2 separate regions of the Triticum aestivum genome follow, and region 1 is linked to region 2. The links are chromatin contacts, called in public Hi-C maps. All regions are on one chromosome and are shown on one strand. Each heading gives the region's core, a stretch centred on a gene start, on an enhancer-like site or on the middle of the called end of the contact. The rest is flanking DNA. Distances are from core to core; before and after follow the strand shown.

Region 1 (5,289 bases), core at 777-3,276, 150 kb before region 2:
CTCCAAGTTGCTTGCCGAAGAGAACAAGATCATGACATTGAACCGCAATGACATGGACGGCCTCACCAAAGAATGGCATGATATGGCAAGAAGAGAAATCTTGAAGAGGAGAATGGTTGCGTCGGCCAGTGCGCGTTACAGTGCCGGAGATGTTTTCTCAACGGGGTTTGGAACCAATGTCGCCGATGTGTTCAGTGCACCAGCCGATGATTTCGGTGCGGGAGTTGGAACAAGCGCCGGAGGTGGACTCGGTGGTTCCGATGACCTCCATGGACTCGATGGCGCAGAGTGAAGATCGACCAAGATGATGCCGGACATGGTTGTCACTTTTGCAGGACCCTCTTTTGCGTTTCTCCTACAAAACTAAGCTTTTATTTACGTGTGAACTGTGTTCTATTGTTTGAATTTGAACTCATTTGTCGGAATCGATGTCAAATTCGATAATTGGGCGTCCTCGGTTTGCGGGTCGACGCGGCGGTGCCCGAGCAGACCCCGCATAGCCGACCCGTAAAAGAGCATATTCACCGAATCCTTTTTTACGGGTCCGTTTTGAGGGGTCTGGGTCTGACCTCGCCCGCGCCGGCCCGCATATGCCCTATTCCGCGAACTGCAAGCCTTATGCGGGTCGGAATTTTGCGGGGTCTGCTAGAGATGCTCTGAACACCACACGTTGGAGGTAGCTTAACCGAAGACTGGATAACACTGAGGATTATGTGGGCCAAATACTCTTACTTCATGATAAGCTGATAACATTTGGGAGATTTTGTGGCTGTGGAATTTTCCACGACATAATTAAGCATAGTGTTTTGTCTTAGAAACAGCAAAGATTTGATGGTGCTACAGTTTGGGAAGCTGTACTGTGAGTTTTACCTTTTGGTGGTATATATACTGGCAGTGCATGCCACCAAATAGTGCTTTCAGGTTTTCTAGAGGAATAAAGGTTGCTTTCAGGTTAATTACATGTTCCAAACTTGAGTGAGGTACTCCTAAGCCATTTTGGAAAGAAAAAAATAGGTATGGTCTTAATTAAGCTCAGTTCCTAATAATGGAGGCTCGATCCTAATAAAGTTCATCTGGTGTTCCGTTATTGGTTCTAATGGAACAGGCCTGATGCTAGTTTGAAAGAAAAGAAGCCACATTAGCTAAACGTCAAACGACTGACTTTAGCTATTGGGTCAGTCGATTTTGAGATTCCCAAAGAAATTCGCCGGAGGAAGGCTGGAGGGGAGGAAGGAGAAGGAAGGGGCTCCCCGGAGGGCTACCACAGTAGCTATTGGGTCAGTCGATTACGTGCACTACAGCAGAGACCTCTTTGATCAGTGGACGACACACGCGTGACACACGCTCCACTACCTACACCAAGCTACGCTATGGACGCAAAGGAGGCGGCCAGTGTGCACGTATATGATGTGCGGTGCAAGTGCAACGCATGAACCATCCCATCCCATTGCTCAGCTCAATTCGCCGCCAACTCATTGCACATGCAGGTTCATGTGTCTGCTGATTGGTGCAAGAGATGGAGAAGGCCACGCATGCATGCCAGCTAGGACGGCAAAATATCCGGGCAAAAGCGCACCACGCTGGACGTCGTAGAGTACTGCACCATGTAGGTCTCGACGATAGGATACGTACGCATACTACCAGTCGAGGATATCTCGATCAGCAGCAGGCCGGCAGCCAATTCTGCTGGAGGCGGATCCGGGGGATGAGGGACGACGGGTGGAGGTTGATCCCGACCCACGCACGCACGCACGCTCGCGAGATCGATCCAGCAGCAGCAGATGTTGGCGGACTACGTACGTGTGGACGTGGACGCGCTCGCTAGGAGATGAGATAGATCCCGTCGTCCGTCCAGATCGGGTCCTCCAGATTCCCCTGCCGATTGCTAGATTGGGTTTTGGCCGGAGCGGTGGCGCCGTGGCACGTAGCGCGCGCCGGACGCAGCTCGGCTTATCCTCTGCCCGTCGCGCAATCCGGCGACGGGGCACGGGTTGGCCGAAGCCCACGGTCCCCGCGCGCCCACTTGCGTCGGCTCGCCCGATCGATCGAACTCCTCCTCGGCCAGCGGCGCCCCGTATCCGGCTATCCACACGATGGGGATGGGTGGCGCTGGCTCGTGTCACCGCCGCTTCTCCACGTCCGCCCACCGCGGCCTCTCCTTCTCGTGGCGCACCGCTGGCTTCGTCGCTCCTCTGGTTGTCGTCGGAAATATCGTGTGCATTCTTTGGGGGCCGGGGGATGATGGCTGCGTGCGGATCCCTGCTCTTGTCCACTTGGGGCGAACGCCGATATTATGGTCGCCTCGTCTCCTGCTTTGATGTGTGATGTGGATGCGGCCATGTCTCTTGCTGACCGGTCGACGGCGGCTACCTGGCATGTGTATTGCTGTCGCGCTGTGGCTTTTCGGTGTTGTGGAGATAAGGCGAAAGAAGTTTACGTAGAAAGAAAAGGGAAATGAGTGGTTTTCCCGGCCATCTTTTTGCTCATTACACGGAGATCCCACTCTCGTGTCCATGAACCTATCTTCCGCTCTCCCTTGCTCCCTCATACCTTCAACTTGAACCACACAAGGACTGGTGATTCTATGCAGTTCTCGATGTTGTTGGTTTAGATAGTGTCTTTTCCACCTTTTTTTCCTAAGAGTATGTATCTTTTCCACTTTTTTTAGAATATGTGTCTTTTCCACTTTCATTTCATAATTCAAAAGCAACTGCAAATAACGAAGTCATCAAGTATGAATGTGGAACATAAGTTACTCGAATACGGATACAGATCGGATGTCTACTCAATCAGAAAGGATATGGATATCTTACAACCTAGATAGTACTTCTGGAATTAATTAGATAGTACTCTAATGTTGTGGCCGCTTCATAAAAATTTCAACTTCGCATGTCACTGCTTGCCCGTTGTGCCTTTCCCATTGCAATAGCATGTGGCTTTTATGGGTCGCGGAAATAAGGCGAAAGAAGTTTTGATAGAAAGAAAACAGTCTTCTTGGTCATGGTTTTGGTCATTACATCTCACTTTTTTTCTTAAAGTAAACTCTTCAAACTGAAACCCTTGCAGTGTTCTTCCTTTATTGTCATTGCCACTCACTCTCACCTCCAACATGGACCGGATACACAAGGAAAAATGAAAGAAGAGCGGTGCTAGTGGTCCTGCGTTGCCAGTCTCTTCTTCCCTTTACCTCTGCTAGCCGAAGGTCGGTCACCCTTTTTCTCCTAGCTCGCGTGCCAAATGGGAGGCACATTCAGCTTCCCCCCGGAAGCCACGGTGGGCAGGTCATGCAAGCATGGTGACTTCAACGCCCCAAGTGGTTCGTCTCCGGCGGCAGCAACATTGGATCCAAGGGGAAGCGGAAAAATGACCCGATCACGTTTTCATTTTTAGTTTGGGGCCCTCCTTGTAAAATTCGAGGGTTTGGTTGTGCTTGCTATGTTTCTTAATGGCTTCCTTGGTAAAATGTACTGCCCCACTGCTCCATTAGGTGGTGTTTGGTTCGGCTATGGATTTCTAAAAGCAGTTGTGGAAAATCTGTAGTGAAAAAAGAATGTCACAAAGCTGTAGGCCATTTGGCAAACCAGTTGTATGAGTTGTGGCTGTGGAGATAAATGTCTGAAAATACCCCTATGAGCTGAGGATTAGTTGCATGGTGTTTAATGATAATAATTACAACATTACATACTAATTTAGAGCACTAATAAAACATAGTTAAATAATTATCCAACTATATACCATGATCAACATGATATTTTTTGACATAGCGATAACATTATTTTATAAGAATCAATATATAGCACAAAAATAGAAATAACACACATATTATAGAATGAACTAGCAATTGAACCGAAATATTTCATAATTGATCAATACATCAATACATTAGTGTTGGGGAACGTAGCATGCAATTTCAAAAAAATTCCTACGATCACGCAAGGTCTATCTAGGAGATGCATAGCAACGAGAGGGGGAGAGTGTGTCCACGTACCCTCGTAGACCGAAAGCGGAAGCGTTAGTTTAACGCGGTTGATGTAGTCGAACGTCTTCGCGATCCAACCGATCAAGTACCGAACGTACGGCACCTCCGAGTTCAGCACACGTTCAGCTCGATGTCGTCCCTCGAACTCTTGATCCAGCAGAGGGTTGAGGGAGAGTTTCGTCAGCACGACGGCGTGGGGACGGTGATGGTGATGTGATCCGCGCAGGGTTTCGCCTAAGCACTACGACGCTATGACCGGAGGAGTAAACTGTAGAGGGGGGCACCGCACACAGCTAAGAGAACAATTGATGTGCTATGGCGTGCCCCCTGCCCACGTATATAAAGGAGGAGGGGAGGAGGCCGGCCACAAGGGGCGCGCCATAGGGGGGAAACCGACTAGGACTCCCAATCCTAGTCGCCCCCCCCCCCTTTCCTTTCTTTCGGAGGGGAAAGGGGAAGGAGAGGGAGAGGGAGAGGGAAAGGGGGCCGCGCCCCCTCCTCCTTGTCCAATTCGGACTCCCTTGGAGGGGGGGGGGGCCACCTCTTGCGGGCTCCCCTCTCTCTTCTCTATGGCCCATGTAGGCCCAATACTTCCCCGGGGGGTTCCGGTAACCCCTGGGTACTCTGAAAAATACCAGAAACGATCTGGAACCATTCCGGTGTCCGAATATCATCGTCTAATATATCAATCTTTACCTCTGGACCATTTCGAGACTCCTCGCCATGTCCGTGATCTCACCCGGGACTCCGAAAAAATTTCGGTCACCAAAACACATAACTCATAATACAAATCATCATTGAACGTTAAGCGTGCGGAAGCTACGGGTTCGAGAACTATGTAGACATGACCGAGACACATCTCCGATCAATAACCAACAACAGAACCTGGATGCTCATATTGGTTCCTACATATTCTACGAAGATCATTATCGATCAAACCGCAATGACAACATACGTTATTCCCTTTTTCATCGGTATGTTACTTGCCCGAGATTCGATCGTTGGTATCCTCATACCTAGTTCAATCTCATTACCGGCAAGTCTCTTTACTCGTTCTGTAATGCATCATCCTGCAACTAACTCATTAGTCACATTGCTTGCAAGGCTTATCGTGATGTGCATTACCGAGAGGGCCCAGAGATACCTCTCCGATACTCGGAGTGACAAATCCTAATCTCGATCTATGCCAACCCAACAAATACCTTCGGAGATACCTGTAGAGCATCTTTATAACCACCCAGTTACGTTGTGACGTTTGATAGCACACAAGGTATTCCTCCGGTATCCGGTAGTTGCATAATCTCATAGTC
Region 2 (5,100 bases), core at 1,589-4,088:
TCCATGGTAGATGCTCTACATAGAATCTTATCTAATCATACTGGTTTTTTCTATGATTCGAAAATCCAATTAGAAAAAGACTTGATGTTCATATTTGAATCGGGGAAACCTCGTGTCCCTTATGTCCTTGTTACCATCTAGCCTAGACTACCAGATAGAGACCCCCTACCTGAGATCCGCCGTATCTAGCCCCGACAGTAACTCTAGAATGCCTTCGGAAATAATAGGAAGGTTCTAGTATCTAGAAGTTTCTAGAACCTCCCGAAAAATTCCAGAGGGTGCCATGGGGATGCCACTTGGCATGGCCCAAGTGGGGCAACCCTACATGGGCCAGTTGGCCCATTACTGGGGTGCCCCTTGTCCTTGGGGGCAGGCCCCCTTTGGTGCGGCTAGTGTTGGACGAAGGGGCAACCATTAGGGGGAAACCAACCCTAGATGGTGGCATACCCCTTGGGGGGCAGCCCCCCTCTCCAAGTGGCCACCTTCCCTGGCCTATAGAAATAGAGGGGAGGGGCAACCCCTTGGGACACAACTTTTCTGTGCGAGCGGTTGCGCCCTCCTTCTCTCTCTACCGCACGCAAAATACCTCCGTGCTATGAGGTTGTTGCTCCTCCATTCTTCTACTCCGACACCGCTTAGCTCTAGACGACAAAGCCCTGTCAAATCGTTGAATTTTTACGCGTGGATAAAACAAAGCGGCCGTGTGTTCGATCTTCCGTTCGAGGGAAATTCTCACGGTTGGGAGGATTAATCCTAGCTGTGGGAATATGCACCAATTGATCTACACCAACACACCTTCCGATGCACTCTAGTTGGTAACGATCTAATCTAATCTCATATTTATCTTCATAGTGTTCCTAGGATTTGGTTCGTATTACGATTTTTTTGTTTTTTATACGTTTCCCTAAACTGTGAACTCCGAAAGTTTTGGGCCCCAAAAATTTCGGGCAGGTTTTGGGTTTTGCAATGAGATGGAAAACCACAACCCTCTTTAAACCGCATAAGTTCTGGCCTTTCCATAAGAAGGTGATAATAAGTGAGGATTTTGAGGGCATCTCTCCTGACATGGACTCAAATGCCTGCATCCATAATATCGAGCTTGTGTCCAAGATTTGTGATCAAGTACAACTGCTTGTACGCTTGGTTTGATACTAAGATTTGGTACATCAGTGTAGGTGAGTACCAGTTTGTAGATGTATGGGTACATCAAACCACTCTTTGATTTGATGGCGAAGTGTGTTATTGAATTTCGATGCTCCAAGCAAGAGGTGTAATGTCAACTCCAACAGGGATTACCAAACAGACAATACCAAATGTTTGCGGACACTTTCCAACATGTCCTCAAACAGTAAGCGGGGCGCCAGTCATCCAACCATAGTTAGCGAAGACAGTGGGCTATGACTGATATTGAGTGGGGCACAAGCGCTTCGGAGAGATGACATTTGAGACAGATTTGATGACCCGAGCTTGGAGTTGCACTAAGGCGGCCGGGTGTTATCTCTAGAACATTGGCGGCAGTGGTGAGGCACCAGTTATTCAGGAAAAGAGCGAAGGAAAGTGAGTGAGGTACGGAGCAGGAAATGGAGACGGTTGAAGGCATGTTCAGACGTTTGACCAAGAGTAGTGGTACCCTCGTGGTCGTGGGTGTAGTAGGGTCGCCAGTCCGTGCGTGCGTGGTGGATCCGATGATTATGGCTCTGCTTCGATCTATATCAGCTAATTAAGTGCTTCTGTTGCCGCCAGAATCTGCAACAGTTGGTGGCACCATTCGAGACGCTCTCACGTTCTGCTTCTCCCCGGAAGCACAAATCATACTGATCCCCGTGGAATATCTCTGTAATTAAGTAGTACTACGTGTGTTGCCACTACAAGTTGCAACAGTTGGTGGTACCATTGGAGACGTTCTCACGTTCCGGTTCTCCCCCGGAAGCAGAAATCATACCAAACCTTTGAGGAATTTTCTGCATTCCACGCAGCGGCAGAGTTTAAGCTTTGATCATGATTCTTTCGCGAATGGCGGAGTACATTCTTTACAAAAAGCTGTGAGTGTTTTGCAAAAGGAACACCAAGAAGATGAGTGCGTGCGCCGGAATAAAGCTGAAAAGAAGCTATGCTCATTCTCATGCTCATGCTCCCCGGGCCTTTCTCTCCTTTTGATCGACCCCTCCTTTTCCTTTCCTCTTTCTCCCCCGATTCCTGTGCTGCAGCTGCAGCTGCAGGTTCCCGCCGGCGGAAAGCCCGCGGCCGAGTGCGGGTGGGATGATGTGGGCCGATCGACCGGCCTCCGCCACGGTTTTTGGCGAGCCCGATCGGGAATCCGATGCGGTGCGGTGGCCATGGCCGGAGGTGTCGGCAGCCAGGCCGCGGCCCCTATCGTTTTCTCCGAGTCAGCCGGATGCATATGCAGATGCAGACGCTGCGGCGTGCGTGCCCGGTCCGGCTCCGGGGCCGACACGGCGCATTATTGCGGAGTTTATTTGCTGTGCAGCACGATCGTCATGGCCATGGCGTTGAACGACCGACGGGGGGCATTGATGAGCGCGATCTGGGCCGTGACAACGATGCCCGGCCGCGCATGGCGCGCTGCTGTGTTTGAAGTTTGAACTTTGAACTTTGAAAGCGAGCCATGGCTCTGTACCCTGCATCTGACCGATCCACAGATCATGGCTTGGCTTGCTTGTCAATCAGTATGAGCAGTGGGTGAAGCGCTGGAGGTATGGACGCGTACTCGACGGTACCGTCTCCCGGGGATCATGTCTCCGTACGGGGCCCCAAGCCACTGTATCGTCCGTCGCGGTACTGTATTCCGTTCTGTCCGTGCTGGTGTGGGTGATCGCGACTGGCTGCCGCATTCACTGCTAGTATGCCGCGCCCATACGCACATACGGCTCACCTAGTCCCGTACTCTACTGTATCTCTTGGGAAACGACCAAGGAGCGCCAGGATTTCAGAGATCCAAGCTGGTCACCTCGGAGATTAAATTCGTGCGCCGTGCCCCGGCCGGAGCGTGACACGCACGGCGGCCGCGAGGCCGTGCGAGGTCGGAGCTCAGCCAGCACGTACTAGGCCGGCGTGTGTCGCGTCCAGATCACCCGCCATCATAAATGAATTTACCCGCCGTTCTTCACCCACAGCCTGAAGAAAATGCGTCGGAGCGCGGCGCAACACGCTGCGTCCGAATCACCGGCCACCGTGAATCTTCCCCTGAACACGACACGACCTCAAGAAAAGAAATCTCTCCACGGAGTCGCAGTCGGAAAAGAAGGCGCCTGAGCACGGGCAGCTGGCCTAGCGACGCCAAAAGGCGCGGCCATGTGCTCCATCCATCGTCTTTCTCGTTTACCTTTCGCCGGAGTCCACGCCACCACCACCGGGCGAAGCTGCGGCGCGCGCGAGAACTCTGCTTTTCCGGTCGTTCCCCCACTGCTCCAGCGTCAAGGGGGAGGATGATGATGGTACTAGCTACCACTAGTGATTAATGTTAGCTTTACCTTTTCCCATTAGCGAGCAAAGTGCGTGCGTTCGCACCTTGACAAGTTTGTTAATCTGCCTTTGCGTCGCGGGTAAGTCGAGCACTGACCTCTTCGTGAACCGGGTCAAAAGAGGGCGGCCGGCACACACAGTGCCAGTAGCAACGAGTGTAGTAGTAGCAATACTATACTCCATTTGACAGTGATCATTATGGTCAAGTGCGGCTGTTCTCCCCGCAGTACCGTGGCAAATGATGACATTATGGGCATGGGCGCATTGCATCCCATTCCAGCACAAGGTGATGTGCAAGTTTTGTTAGTGGAGTAGGACAACACGCTTAGCGTCACTGAATCTTGAGTAGTTAATGCCACGCTTCCTGCAAGAATAATACTACTATAATGATAATTAACGCCACGCTTCCATTAGAGGAAGATACGGGGTAGATTTTCCGAGGGAAAGAACGACGGAGGGGGACAGGTAAAAGGGACATGCAGATGCTAGTGGGAGGAGTACAAGGAATCCAATCCAAGTCTTGGAATAAAAGAGGAGGAGGTGAAAGCGTCGTCTCCCGAATTCCCGATACACATACGCCCACCGTTCCATTCACATCCTTATTACCTTTCTCACCACAGCATAAAGAAAAGGCTTGTGAAAAGAGGACGACGGGTGAAAAGACGGAGGCTTGAGGGAGCGGCGAAAGGATCGGCCGAGGAAAAAACATGGCCGAGATTCGATTCCAACGTCACACAACACGAACACAATGGCCATTGAGGATAAAGGAGCAAGCAACCGTGGTAAAATAAAAAGCTACCGGTGGGGATAAGGCAACAACGGCGGCGCGTCGGAGAAAAAGCCACGGCGTACATCGCACCACCACCATCACCACCACCATGGATCTCGATGGGTCCTTCTCCATTTCTCTACGGCAAGTGGGGTTGAATGAAGTGCTGCGACCAGTGGTGGCGAGAGAGAGCCCCGCGGTCTGCGGTCTGGTTGTCGTCGTCGCACGTGCATACGTGTGGATCAAGCTTGAGCTGCTCTCGCAAGTCATCAGCTCGGCCACCCTCGTTCTCACGTGTGGCCCCGGGCTGGGTATGCGCTCTGTGAGCTGGACCACCGGCCCATCAAGGACCCAAATGGGGTGGGGTGCACGACGAGCGGATTCTCATCGTGAACAGTTTTTTTTTTGCAAGTCTCATCGTGAACAGTTTGGAACAGACGACAACAAAGGATAAAGGTTTTGCTACTCTAACCGAGAAATAACTATTTCTAATCGTGGATGGGTACTCTAACGCCCCAGATATCCGTTTCAAAAAGAAAAAAAAAACGCCCCAGATGCAAAAGCGATGGGAGAAACGGCGTGATAATAACGCACTGGTTTCGATGGGCCTGAATTTCCTATTTTCGGTGCAGATAAACCTAAATGGTGGAAGAAATGTTTTTTCTATTTTTTTTGCGGGAAAGGTGGAACAAATGTTGTGACATGTATATTCAGCTATGTCACACGCCACAAGCCTCTTCGAAGGACTATACGACGATGTATTTTACAGGCCAGGCCAAAATGTGGTTGCCATCCGTATAATATAAAGCAGATAAAATGGAACGGGAAGAATTTTGGGAAGCTGCAGT

What was found. Hi-C and Micro-C count contacts between places; a contact is called where the count stands out from the background.
Region 1: a contact with region 2 is called in a Hi-C map of leaf, with 2.7 times the contacts expected there. The contact joins two enhancer-like sites. A contact is called at or near these places in 3 of 5 Hi-C or Micro-C datasets (all in leaf).

The regions. Positions count from the first base shown.
Region 1 is chr3D:538,453,733-538,459,021 of IWGSC CS RefSeq v2.1, reverse strand. No RefSeq gene overlaps it. Among protein-coding and RNA genes, the nearest start is that of LOC123080312, 61 kb to the right of the region's middle. Within about 2 kb of position 2,026, at least 4 of the 8 cell types and tissues checked have an H3K27ac peak or open chromatin away from gene starts, as enhancers often do. A contact at or near this core is called in leaf, where this site is marked.
Region 2 is chr3D:538,308,014-538,313,113 of IWGSC CS RefSeq v2.1, reverse strand. No RefSeq gene overlaps it. Among protein-coding and RNA genes, the nearest start is that of LOC123080312, 84 kb to the left of the region's middle. Within about 2 kb of position 2,838, at least 6 of the 8 cell types and tissues checked have an H3K27ac peak or open chromatin away from gene starts, as enhancers often do. A contact at or near this core is called in leaf, where this site is marked.